Linked DNA regions of Mus musculus: regions 1 and 3 are each linked to region 2. Evidence: chromatin contacts called from public HiCAR-type data. All regions are on one chromosome and are shown on one strand. Each heading gives the region's core, a stretch centred on a gene start, on an enhancer-like site or on the middle of the called end of the contact. The rest is flanking DNA. Distances are from core to core; before and after follow the strand shown.

Region 1 (4,550 bases), core at 1,371-3,870, 2.2 Mb after region 2:
TCTCTCTGTGTGTGTGTGTGTGTGTGTGTGTGTGTGTGTGTGTGTGACTCTTTTGTGGTTTTATACATACTATTTGGTTGGTAAGCACATGAGAAAATGTCTTTGGACTTTCATTTGTCATTTGTCATTGGAGTGAAGAAATGCATTCTGTTTGAGTAAACACTGGTTGCGCCACTCAGTGTGCCACACAGCAGCCAGACTCCTCATGTTTATGCAGAAGCGACATTCTGGAGAAGGTTTTGGAGCAGTTTTTGCACTGGTATTTCTTTACATCAGAGTGGGTCTGCAGATGTGCCCTCAGGTTTGATCTGTCTGCAAAAGCCCTATTGCAGTGAGGGCAAGAGAAAGGCTTTTCCCCTGTTTGAGGTAGGGTAAGGGAAAATAAAAGACAGTCAGCTTTTTATAGGACACAAAATCAAGTAATATTAATGAACATCAACAGTAGCTTAGAAGAATAAGAATTATCATAGCTTGATCATATCAACCCCCAGTTATGTAATTCTATTCCTATTTGGCCTTTCAAAACAAAACTTTAAAATATCAGCCAAACAGCTTCCGTTCTGCCAGACAGACACACATTCAGAATTGGGGCTTTTTCTTGCTAAGGGTTTCTGCTTCAACAGGTGCAGCAATGATGAGCAGCTCCCTCCATTTCCAGTATGTCTCCTCTTTCTGTATGATGACTAAGACTGGATAAATTCCATGACTTCCTGCATATGATTTCATGCTTTGGGCTTTTTTTAAAAATCAGCAACAAGAAAATGAAACAAACAAGCACACGGCCAGATCCAATTTAGCCTCATTTACTAAATTAGTCAAGAGTTGGCAGAATTCATAGCAAAAAGTATAGCCAAAAAAACTATAGGAACCCCCTCTGCCTGTTTATCAAATCAACACTAGGAGCCAGACATTTGTATTTACTGACTATCAGTTCTGCAGAACACACACCAAATACCTCAATCTTGCTTTCTAACTGATCTTTGAGACCAAATCTCCTGCATGTGCTTTCCAAAGTCTAAATGCTGTTTACAATCCCTGGAGCAGAGGCTGGAAAGGAGCACTTGCTGTTCTAACAAGCTTTAGAGCAGAAAGCAGCTATCAGTGGTTCACCTTATGAAAAACACCCCCTGTCAGTCCCTTAAGACACCCCGCAGACAGCTCTGTCACACCACTGTTTGAGCTGAGAGGCATGGTTTTCTACATTTCTCTTACCAGTGTGAGTTCTAATGTGTCCTTGAAGCAGCCAGGGTCTGGAGAAAGCCTTGCCACAGATCTTGCAGACACAAGGCAATGTGTGGGTTCGAATGTGCATCTTCAGGGCACCCAGGCTCACATATTCCTTGTCACAGTACTTGCAGCTGAACGATTTCCTAGACTGGGCATCACAGTGCAGCTGCTTGTGTTTGGCCAGCCCAGAGAACGTAGAATAGGTCTTATTGCATAAATTGCACTGAAACTTCTCAGCTTCGATGGCATGGGGGTCTGAAAGCTTGGGCTGCAGTCTCTCCTCTTCGTCACTAATGGGACTTTCTGAACCACTGTGATCCTTGGATGAAGTGTCAGAGGAAGGCGGGGGACTTACACGCCCCAAGGATGAGGAGTATCCAGTAAGAGGAGAAAGGCCACTGGGTAAAGGAGAGTGGAGTGGAGCTGCCGACGATGTCCATACAGTAATAGGGCTGTATGCTCCCGAGGTGAGGATCTCTGGTTTTGGTATGACAGGTATAGGGTAACTTTCATAGAGATATGGGGAAATAATAACTGGAAGAAAGAAAAGGAAGGAAAGAAAAAATTAAGGCAAAATATTTTTAAAATATATGTACACAGTCTGAGAGAGACCATAACAACATGCAGGAGACTCCATAGGAGACTCTCTAGTGAAGACAGCCTTACTCACAGGACACACATAAAGTCTTCCCTTCACCTGGGCTTACTGTCCTCGTGCAGGCTGACAGTTGCCCTGACTAACCTTCATTCTGGACTAGCCTTGCTGTCCCAATTTAGAACGAAGAACTAGACACTATATTAAAACTTTTTATAAAGTTGCTTTTCATTTTATGCGTGGGCTGTTCTAGCTGTACCGTGCCTGTGGCGGGTAATGGCATGCACGAATCCAGCTGCTTTCCCAAGTGCTTGGCTTCAGGAGATTGCTGCTCAGGCGAGGGGAAGGGTGCGATCACGTCCGTGCACTCCTTTTGCGTACACACAGGCTCAGAGAACTATACTGCCCGACCGGAAGGAAGCTTTCCTTGTCAGCAAAGATCTCAAAGGTTTTGAATTAAAACTTAACCTAAGTAATCAAGAGACTGCAAGGACAGTTTTGGCACAGCATTAAAAGGAAAGCGGCCCGGTGTGTTCTCTGAGTCAAGCAATAGAACCGCGGTTTACTCGCGCACAGATTTACAGAGGCGATTTTTACCTGTGTGTGTGTCCAGTTCGCTGTAGTTGGGCTTCTTGGAGGCGTTGAAATGTTTCTTGACCAGGAAGGAGCGCGGCATGGTGGCTGCGGGCGGGCGCGGGCGGATAACGGTCCAGGCGGCGGTCCTATAGCATCGCGGTGGCTCAGGTGCGGCGGGGGACAGGCAGGCGCCTCTGAAGTCACCCGGCTCCCTGCCCGACTGAGCTCCTCTGGGCGGGGAGGCGCCTTCTCCGTTGCTTTTTCTAGAAGTAACCAATCACAGCCAAGAGGTTCAGATTTCAGCTCCTCCTTCTGGAACAGCTGTGAATAGAGGAAGACTCTGTTGTCAGACTAAATTTTTCTGGTTCAAAATGGGCTGCTCATGGCATTTCAGTGGAGGCTCAAAATACATTAAATGTTTTCAAGAAAGGAAATCTCGGTTCTTGAGCACTGGGGAAACGTGTTTCCGCTAGGTGACCTACGGCGACTTGGCTTCCAGATGTGGGCAGTGCCTGGCAAGGCGAGGGCGGGAAGGAAGGGCGGCCCTCCGGACTGGGACCGCGCAGCCCCTAGTGGCCAGAGAGTCTATATTTGGAAGTTGCGTCTGGAGGGGGGTTATTGCACACAAGCAGCTGTAGGCTCTGGCTTTTGGGAAAGGAAGGTAAAGGCTCCCCGCAGCTGCCACAGCAGGTCTAGGGCGGCGTGCCAGAAAGTTAACTTGCTGATCGCTGCGTTAGACACTTGAAAGTAAAGCCTTACAGCCTACCCCAGGAACTGGAAGAGTGTAAAGATAAAAGGGAAGGCTGGTGCAGACTCCGACAATAGGCAAACTCTGGAAGAAGTATGGAAAGTTCTGATGAAGACATGTGACAAGACTTCCTCCCTTTGTAGCGCATGGTATTTTAGAGAAAGAAAAAAAAATATGAATCTCTACTGACAATTCTTAGTGTCTGCCGTTACTTAGTGGTGTTTTCTTTAGTCTTCAAAAGCCTCCCCCTTCCTCACGCCACATCCCTGGTTTGCATTAAAAGATGGGGTAAAGGATTCTTTTGCCAAGTTCTTTGACTGGCAGTTTAGGTAGTCCAGTAGCCAGCCGGTCACTTCACTTGCATTTGCACATAGGGGTAGGTGTAAAAATACTCCGAAGTGATTCATTTTAAAAGTGCAGTTTTCACTGTGCCCACAGGCAACTCTGTTTATTTCAATGTTACCCTGACTCTTCCCAACAAAATTGCAGAATCCAATTCCCCCACCTCCCCACCCCAAGACAACTAACTTTTTTTTCGTAACAGGTGCTGGAAGAAAACAGCGGAAACAGAATACCACCAGCGATGTTGAGACTTGCAAGAGAAAAGTGCATTGTCAAGCAGCATAACTTCTTAATCTGGGGATGAGAAAACGGGCGTGTGAGCGGGGGAGGGGGAAACCCGCAGACTTCCTGGGTTAATTTCAATGATTCCTCTTTCTCTTTACAATAGTCACTGATTTCAATGTCAAATACAGAAAGATATTTATATGAATCCTTAAACTAAGGGAACTGAATCTGCAGGTGACAAGAAAACAAGAAAATGTATTAGATTTCTTTCTAAGCTACCATGAGTATGGATCAGAGCTGGAGTCTGAGTTGACCTATTTCTAGTGGGTTTGCTCAGATTTAGACACCTGCTCTATAGGGCAAGAAATCTTGCCCCTTCCACCTAATTTCCAGTAAAACACACCGTTTGTTTTTTATCTAGTATTGAAAGAGGGCACAAAGCCACACATGACAACAGGGAACGCCAGAAGATAACCTGCTAAAGTGAGTTGTTGCAATTTAAAAAATCATTAACGATTCATTGTGCTTTTAAAGAACCAGTGAATTTGAAACAGGGAAACCAGCCCCTTTGTGTCCAAGGACCCAGGGGTTGTGTTAAATTACAGACTGCAGTCAAGTAACCTGTGTGTTCCAGATTGTGCTAGCCAGTATTGAGCTCAACTGATCTGATTCATGCCTTATCTATGTGAGATGTGTCCCACTGGCCGCAGGAGGAAGTCCACCGGCTGATGACATAAATCATGTTAAACAGAAGCTCTGCTTGGGCACAGCAGAGGAAAATTGATATTAAACTGATGTAATGAAAATGCAAGAATGGAAGCTTATCATACCCAAGGC
Region 2 (4,272 bases), core at 172-2,671:
CTGCATGGCCACTAGAGTGAGGTAAGCAGCCTGAGGTCTGGGGGGATCACACAGGAAATGAAAACTCTCCCTTAGTACACTGGGTAGCAAAGACAGTCTTCCAGAAAAGACTGGCTTCAGGCAACATCACAGAGGAATTCTGCAAATTAATCTGTTGTGGGAGGTTAACAGTTATTAGAACAATTGTTTTGTTTATGTCTCAGAACTGTGTGGGAAAACATGCCATCAGGTCATACTGCAGTTGAAAAAAAAACCAGGTGGTAGGAGGAAAGTGTTACTCTAAGGTCACAAATATTAGTTGTCACCAAAGCAGGACTCAGTTGAGGAATCTGGTGCCCAGTGACTTGGCCACTTCCATCCCAGTTTGCCGCTGAGTAAAAGTAAAATTTGACGATGGGAGGAATATGAACACTGAGACCATGAGGTAGAGGCAGCTCTCGTTCAGTTCCTTAGGTGGGAACAGTTCACAGGGCTGTCCCAGGGCACATTGTGAACACATCTGTTAATCAAGGGGCCTAGAAATAGGCGGCCTTGGTAGGGCAGACCACTGCCTTCCACTGGGCCTCACTAGATGTTAGTCTGCAGAAATCCTTACAATCCCTTTTCTCCTCATTATACGGAGAGCTTAGGGGGCTGGCCTGAGACCACACAACTGTAACGGTGAAGCCCAAGGCTCTCAGGACTGAGGCTCTACTGCAATCTAGCCCAATGGCTTCAGCCTGCGTCTTGAAACCAGGTGGTAAGTAAAACACTAGCTTTAAATACACTTAGGGACGCCACTGGGCTGGGCATTCAGGTTGAAAATGTGGTCCCAGTCCGGGTCGTCACTAGTAGGGCTGAGGGTAGGGCCGTGGGCCTAGCCCTCATGTTTTGGAAGATAAGAGGGAATGATCCTTGAAAACAGGATTGTCACTCCTTGGTACTGTTTTGCCTCACAGCTCTCAGCCTCCTCCTGGACCTCGGTTCAGACACAGCCCTGGGGGAGGGTGTCAATGGATTCCCAGTTCCGTGCCTTTAGTTTCCGACGCCTTGCCACCAGGGCCCGGCGGCGGCTTGCTCAGATTTTTTGCTCACAGCTATCCCCCAAAGTCCCATGGGCTCAGGCACCCGAAACCGGTCTTGGCCTTAGTGCTTTCTCACCTCTCCATTTCGTCCTCAGTCTCATTTCACTTTCGTGCATCTCAGGCCCCCACATGACCCCCACCCTAGTCCGAGTCTTCCACCCTCACCCTCGCTCTTCATCCCTTGCACCCCGCGGGCCTCACCTGCCAGCCTGCCGCAGTGCTCCCCACGAGCTGCTCTGGGCAGCCCCGCCTACTTCCCGTCCTAGGCGCCGCAGGCTCTGCGCAAGCGCAGTCGGGCCTCGGGCGCACCTCTGCTGCCTCCTGCTGGTCCCTCTGCTCTCTTGTTTCAGGGACGACAAGAGCCCCAATAGCCAGTGCGTTGCTACACTTCTCCAGCCTTGACTGGGCAGAAAGCAGTCCTTGCTTCACAATGCTCAGTCATTGCTTCACAACGTGTGTGGTGATCAGTCTCAGGGCAGTGATGCGGCTTCATACTGCTCAGGACTGGCCACCCATCAGAGACTTTAGAAAATATTTTCATGTATAACATTATATTCATTTTATACCAATGAACGTGTACACTGCCTGTGTACAGTGTGGAGAGTACCCCTTCAAGTTTCATTGTGGTCCTGCCCACTTAACCACAGGCCCCAGGGGCTTTGTGGTTAAGGGTTCCAGGCCCTTTGTGCTCAGCAGGACTGCATGGCCACTGAGAATTCGTTGAGCAGCTTGAGCTCTGGGGCTATAAAGCAGGAAATGAGACACTTTTCTTAGTGCACTGGGTAGCAAAGGCAGTCTTAAAGACAAGGTTGGCTCCAGGTTGTCACCTGGCTTTTAAAACAATTGTTCCGGCATGGTGACGCAAGCCTTTAATCCCAGCATTTGGGAGGCAGAGGCAGACAGATTTCTGAGTTCGAGGCCAGTCTGGTCTACAAAGTGAGTTCCAGGACAGCCAAGGATACACAGAGAAACCCTGTCTCGAAAAACAAAAACAAAACAAACAAAAAAACCCAATTGTTTGTTTTGTTTATGTCTCAGAACTGTGCTGACAAGCACATGCCATCAGACCCCATTGTCTTAGGAACTTGTCACCTGATTAGGTTTCAGGGAACCCATGAGCCTGGGGAACCAATAGATGGGTGTGTGTACTGGCATGGTGGGGAGAATGTCTGTCTGCTACGCAAGTAGAGTCCTGGTTCATTCAACCTGATTAAGGTTTGAGGTCATTTATAACCTGATGAGGTAGAGGGTGATACAGAGAAGACAGCAAAAGCAGGCACTAGGAACCTGGCCCTGTTAGGCTCTAGGCCAAGGACATATCTGTAATGTACCCTTTCCTGAGGTTGCTGTCACCATGATTGTCTTGTTTGTAGTCTACTATGCCAAAGCCTTTACTCTTGTTAAATTCCCAATATTAGCTATACCAACCAGCTTAGCTCAAACCTCTTCATCAAGACATGCCAAGCTGTGGGGTAGAGCCAGGAGGTCTCAGAGTGCTCAGTTCCAGGTCTCTCATCTGTGTCCTCTCCCAGTTCCCAAAATCCTTTCCCAGAAACCTGTTCTGAGCACTATGAGAGTGAGTGCAAACACTCCCTACCACACTAGCCTCTATCACTCAGAGACTGGCTGTATTACTTAGGCTTTAAAAATCTCAGGAAAGGACCTCAAACCCTTTGTTCTAGAATTTCCAGGCTCTTTACAATGGGGGTACAACTTGGTAATACTTCTGCTTAAAGGGAGCTGTTATGATTTGAAATCTGGAAGTCTCTTGAAAACTTGAGCTTTTGGGAGGTGAATGGATCATCAGGACGCTAACATCAGCAGATCAGTCTATTGGATTCATCATTCATAATAATGACATTATTAGGAGACAACGAAAACTAGGATGGAGGAAGGTCATGAGTATGTGTGCCCTGCAAGAGTGTATAGCTCTAGTCCCTGGAAAGGTCTATTTTGCCAGTCTTTCCTCTCTCCTCTTCTTAGCTACCAGAGATGACTCAAACTGAGCCCAAATCCATCTTTCTTCCTTTAAATTTTGCTCAGGTGTTTTATCACAGTGAGGAAAGGTGATTAATGGAATTTTGGCTCTCTCTTGGATATTAATTTTTCCCATAGGGCTAGAATGTATAGAAGAGGTCCACGGTGCCTTCTACAGTGCTGGGAGGATGTTGTACTTGACGAAACAGACTTCCTCATGTTAGTATGCACCACAATCTCAAGGTAAGAGAAACGGGACCTGCAGTGCCTGGGGGACAAACCACTGGAGAGCTAGCCTGTGAGATCTTGCATGCCTCCCACAATACAGGTCGCCCTGCAGCTCTGATCTCATCAGCTTCCAGAGCAGAAAAGGTGATGCCTAGGAACACAGCTGCTAAGACAGTTCACCTCTAGTCCTAATTGTTCTTGGCTGACAGGTTAGCAATGATAATGAGGCTGTACTGATGGGTGTGTGTGTATGTGTCTGAGGGGGAAGGTGACGGGGTCAGGAGTTTATAGAGTACAGCTTAGATAGCTAAGGGTATCTGCTAGAGTTCCACATAAAGGGGGCAACCGCAGGAAAAAACAAAGGGTACATTAAGAGGCCCATGTAGGTTGAAACCTCAGTATAGAATTTTAAAGATGGAATAACTAGTCTGGGTTTAAGGCCTGTAGGGCAGTCTTTCCCCAAGCCCAAACTAACCACATAACTGAGCTGTTTGTGTTCCTGCAGTCTGCTCACGATGGAATTGGGCCAAATGGGCAGAATAGCAAAGTCACAGCCTTGTGCTAGGTACTCAATTGAGATGTAGCTTATTCAGGTACCAGATTCTGACTGGAGTGGAGAGGATAGATTCCAAGTGTCTGTTCTGTCCTGTAGCTTATTACTTCTGTGCCACATTCTAACAACTTCTATACAGCTTCCTGGGCCACTGCCTGTGGGAAGCTTTCCCAAGGTATCGTCTTTGGTTGTATGGTCTTTTATGGTTGTCAGGGTTCAGGTGAAAAGTCTTGGTGGGGCTATGTGGCCAGACAACCACATGAACAACTAGTTGCCTTATGGCTTTCTGATGAGTCTCCCTGTCCTGTGTAACTGTGAATCTACTGCAGATGGAGGAATCCTATGAGGAATGCTGTTGGCCGCCTCTCAAGCAAACATTTTACAGAGCAATCTTAGGCACCTGTCTTGCTAGGCCCCTGGTACCACATGGTAAGACATGGCCAAAAGGCA
Region 3 (4,864 bases), core at 544-3,043, 2.7 Mb after region 2:
GCTAACAAGTACACACACCACACAAAATTCAAAAAGCAAATTTTAAAAAGTACCTGTTTCCCGTAAGGTGGTTTTACACGTCTAAGAATTCATTTCAGCACGGGGTTTCTGTGTATGTGCAAAGTATTCCTGTGCATGAGGAGCCAGAAGTGGGGTTTGTGTGTGTGTGTGTGTGTGTGTGTGTGCAGGTGTTTGTGTGCATGCAGGGTCAGAAGTGACATCAGGTGTCTTCCTCTATCACTCTCCACCTTTTTAATTTTATTTATTTATTTATTTATTTATTTATTTTTGAGGTAAGGTCTCTCATTGAACCCAGGGCTCACATTCTCCTGCACTGGGCAGCAAGCCTCAGGGCCCCCCTGTCCCCCAAGCTGGGTACTGCAAATCACAGGTGTGCACCATCACACCAGCTTTTTGGTGCTGGGGACATCACTTAGGTCCTCACACTTTGAAATAAGAACTTTCAGTCCTTAGGATTGGTTTTGTTGGGAGGAGTCCCCCAAAATTAAGTCTACAAAACTGTCTGAGAACACACACAAGTCACACACCTCTAATTTCAAATTTCTAGGAAAGAAATAAAGTGATGTCTGAGTGAAGAAAGCTAGCCAAGCTGATCACCAATACTCGATGCCAATATCGAATGAACCAATACCCTTCTCCAGCCCAAGTTTATATCTCTCTCAAATAAACAAGACGTGAATGGGAGCCAGGTGATGGTGGACACCTCTAATCCCAGCACTTGGGAGGCAAAGGCAAGAGAATCAACTTGAGTTCGAGGCCAGCCTGGTCTATAGAGCAAGTTCCAGGTCAAACACATCAAGAGTCAGTCACTAAGCCTAGCTTGTCTTCTTGCTGCTTAAGTACAAAGACATGCGACTTCAGAGGGGTTGGAGGGTTGGTCATAGTTCTGTAAGTTCCTCTTACTGAACTCCATATGGAATTCTGAAAGGGGAATTACTTAAACCTCAAAACGGGCTGAATACCAGTGTGCTGGGGAAGAGAAGTGCGTGGTCAGATACCCTCAGGCTCTGGAGTAGTTTCTATCAGACTATACTTCAAAAGCACCCCTTCTGAGTCCTAAAATGTTATCCTAACACACAATACACAGAAACAGGTGGCAGAGCCAATTACAAACCTCCACCCAGCTAGAGAAGTTGAGCGAGGATCCGGCTAAAGCGCAGAAGGATGCACAACCTGGCAAAAAGTCGAGATGATTTAGGAAATATGAAGTCGCTCCGGAGTCAAGGTGACTCCGGGTTGCCCAGGACCTCAAAGAGGTAGAGGTGAGCTGGGCCAACATCCAAGGTGTGGGGTAAGCACTCTCACCCTTTGTCGGATAAAGTTTATCCGATCCAAAGTGCTGTCTAGGGAAATTTGAAACGTCCAGCGGCCGAGACCTATAGGCATCGAGGGGAAGGTTGGATATAGGTTGGTATCCGTGCGGCAGCAGTTGGGGACCCGGAAACTGTGGGGTGAAGGGGCAGACTAAGAACTCGGGGGCCTTGGGGCGGCGTGGGCATGGGTCTTGAGGACGTTCGAGGATAGAAAAGCAGCCAGCAGAAGAGGAACGGAGTTGGCCAGGGCGAGCGGCGGAGCTCACGGATGGAAGGTGGAAAGCTGAGGAGGGCAGGTGTGGGGGACACGTCGGATGGATGCTGCGGGCGTGGCGGAGACCCGCCCGCAGCCTGGCTCCACTTACCCAGCCCGGGCGGCGACGATTCCAGCGAGGCGCGGGCCGGCAGGCCTTTCTTGCCCTCCAGCCTCGCCGGTACTGCGCGGTGCGCGCCTCCCATTGGCTGCCGCTCTCGGGACGCGTCTGACTCGGCCAATCAGCGCAAAGAAGCGAGGTTTGGAAACTTTTTCTCTCTAGGCCCGGGCGCGGCTGGGCCAAGCCTCGGTGGGGGCGGGAGGGGCCGCAGGAGGCGCAGGCCACTGGCCCGGAAGGCGGGCGTGGAGAGGGCCTGCTGGCGGCTCGGTACTCGCCGTGCCACGCACTCTGGAACATCCGCACGCCTCTCCTTCACACTGGTTGCATTTATCTGCTCTTGCTCTTGCCCAAGAATAGACAAAGGAGCAATTGGTCGGAGAAACCCGGGCATTAGGAATAGCTGATATTGGGTTACACTTGTAAGTGCCCTACCCGATTCCAAAAATGCTATACTAGCCCAGAATGCACAAAGACAAAAACAGGCATAGAGAACGACAAACTTCCGCCCAGCCCACAGGACCCTTGTTATTCCACAACTTTACACCCCAAATAGAATCTTTAACTGTTGTGGCTTCTTCTGAGACAGAATAGTTTAATGTGAAAGAACTTGACTTTGAATCCTAACTCCGCCGCTTACTAGCTATGTGTATTTGAAACAAGGTATTTAATTACTCGTGGATAAAATGGTCGTCGTCGTCGTCCCCCCCCCCCCCCCCCGAGCTAAATAAATAAGTTTACAAGACTTTGTGCAGTGCTTTGTAAATAAGCCGGGCAGTGGTGGAGCACACCTTTAATCCTAGCACTCGGGAGGCAGAGGCAGACGGATTTCTGAGTTTGAGACCAGCCTGGTCTACAGCGTGAGTTCCAGGACAGTCAGAGCTACACAGAGAAACCCTGTCTTGAAAAACAAACAAACAGGGCTGGCGAGATGGCTCAGGGGTTAAGAGCACCCGACTGGTCCCGAGTTCAAGTCCCAGTAGCCACATGGTGGCTCACAACCATCCATAACGAAATCTGATGCCTTCTTCTGGGATATCTGAGGACAGCTACAGTGTACTTACATATAATAAATAAATAAATCTTTAAAAAAAAAAAAAAGTCATCATATGGTTGCTAGGAATTGACCTCTAGGAGATCAGTGTTCTTAACTGTTGAGCAATCTCTCCAGCCCCTTGTTTTTTCCTTTTTTGAAACACTTTTCCTATGTAACTTGGGCTGGCCTCAAATTTCTGAGTATTCCCTTAGCCTTATTTTTCAGTGGGATCACAGGCCCAGCTAATAATAATTTCTTAACGTTAAGCCATTAATTGTTCATTAATTATTAAATACTATTAGGCACAGGTAATTTTACAACCTGGTGACTAAGACAAAGAATCTGATCTTAAAGGGTTAATACAGTAAACGGAAACAGAATTTCAGATGCCAAATGTTGCTGAAGACTATTTAGAGACTGGGAAGCCAGAGAAAGGCATAGTTAGCTTACATTTCTGGCAGTGTTGGCCTTGAACCTAGGCCCTTGGCCATGTTAAGCAAATACTGTATCATTCAGCTGTATCTCCAGCCTCCTAGAATTGTTTAAAAGATGAGAAAAAGGGTACAGGAAATCCAAGTGTTTCGATTTTGTACCTAACAAAAGGAGCTTCAGAAGGCTCTTTTTGACTCTTACAATCATGTTCTGTTCCCCTGGGCTACACAAGTAATGCCTCCTGCCCCCTGCCCCCTGCCCCTCTCCTCAGTTTTGTTGGTTGAACTCAATACCTTACCCACTCTAGGTAAATGCTCTACCACTGACCTATACCTTCAGCCCCCTTTTTTCTTTTCTTTTCTTTTTCTTTCTTTCTTTCTTTCTTTTTTTTTTTTTTTTTAGTCAAATTCCTTCTAAGATGCCCAGGCTGGACCTAAGCTCACCCTGTAGCCTGGATAAGCTGAATTTGTAATTTTGTCTCTACCTTTGAAGGAGCTGGGATCAAAGTCCTGGGCTACTGTAGTTGGCTTTGCTCTTTTTTTTTAAAAAAAAATTCTGTTCATTTTGTTTGTAGCTTTTGTGCTGTGACCAAGCTGAGAGTTTGACTTCTCTTCCTTTGATCCTGTCCTCATGGGTGGTAGAGGAGAACTCTGTTTAGTAACTTAGGTCTTTGGGGAGTTGAATCAAATGCAAAGTATCCAGTGAAACACCAATAATAAATCTCTGTTATCTTTGTTTCATAAATGTGAAGATTATTACTGAGCAAAGGAAAAAAAAAGGAAGTTGGTTTTTTTTTTTTTTTTAATGAGACAGGGTCTCTTTGTGCAGTTCTAGTTGCCCTGGAACTGTGCCACTACTTCTGGCAAAAAGTTGAAACCTACTTTTATTAAATAGTAGGTAGTGCTTTTAATTTTGTTGTTGTTGTTGTTTTGTTTTTCGAGACAGGGTTTCTCTGTATAGCCCTGGCTGTCCTGGAACTCACTTTGTAGACCAGGCTGGCCTCGAACTCAGAAATCTGCCTGTCTCTGCCTCCCAAGTGCTGGGATTAAAGGCGTGCGCCGCCACTGCCCGGCTTCTGGCAGACTTTTAAGTATAACTATTTTAAAGTAATAACCAGCTAGGACATTCTATACTGTGCCTACATTTAGATTATATTTTTTTCCTAACTTGTAACAGAAAGCAGCAAAGAGCTAGAAATTTCAGAAATTATCTTTCCCCCTATGGAATCCTGAAAACTCATATTTAAGCCAGGCATGGTTCTAAATAAAGGTTATGCTTTTACTTCTTGAACTTGTAGGCAACCGCAGGCAGATCTCTGAGTTTGAGGCTAGTGTACAGAGAGTTCCAGGGCAACCAGGGCTATCACACAGAGAAACCCTGTCTGGAAAAACAAACAAAAAAACCCAACTCATATTTAGGTCAAGTAAAAGTGAAGCCTTCAAGGCTCAGTGGGGTTGGGGATAGGGGTAGCGAGGATACAGAACAGTTTATCTGTTTAAAACATGAAGTATTTTTGATTTCACAAAGTTCTTATAACTTTAGCATCTTCTTTTTCGTGGCCAACCTGTCATCTGAAAAGTATTGGTTACAAAGCACTAGGTTTATTAAAACAAAACGTTTGCCAGGTGACACAAACTCCTTTAATCCTAGCACTCAGAAAGCAAGGGACTGCAAGTTCGAGTACAGCATAG

Evidence for each region. HiCAR-type assays count read pairs that join an accessible place to other places.
Region 1: a contact with region 2 is called in a HiCAR-type map of astrocytes, with 3 times the contacts expected there. The contact joins the promoter of Snai2 here to the promoter of Ppm1f in region 2. A contact is called at or near these places in 1 of 39 promoter capture datasets (hippocampal neurons) and 1 of 115 datasets of contacts at active chromatin or transcription factors (astrocytes).
Region 3: a contact with region 2 is called in a HiCAR-type map of astrocytes, with 3 times the contacts expected there. The contact joins the promoter of Nde1 here to the promoter of Ppm1f in region 2. A contact is called at or near these places in 2 of 115 datasets of contacts at active chromatin or transcription factors (astrocytes and embryonic forebrain) and 1 of 9 other capture datasets (liver).

What each region holds. Positions count from the first base shown.
Region 1 is chr16:14,703,922-14,708,471 of GRCm38.p6, reverse strand. Snai2 (snail family zinc finger 2) reads right to left here and starts at 2,620. Exons shown (of 3, transcript NM_011415.3): 1 at 2,420-2,620; 2 at 1,213-1,761; 3 at 1-357. The coding sequence starts at 2,498. The coding sequence ends at 176.
Region 2 is chr16:16,893,618-16,897,889 of GRCm38.p6, reverse strand. It overlaps Ppm1f (protein phosphatase 1F (PP2C domain containing)), which reads right to left and starts at 1,421. Exons shown (of 8, transcript NM_176833.4): 1 at 1,266-1,421.
Region 3 is chr16:14,160,204-14,165,067 of GRCm38.p6, reverse strand. Nde1 (nudE neurodevelopment protein 1) reads right to left here and starts at 1,793. Exons shown (of 9, transcript NM_023317.2): 1 at 1,700-1,793.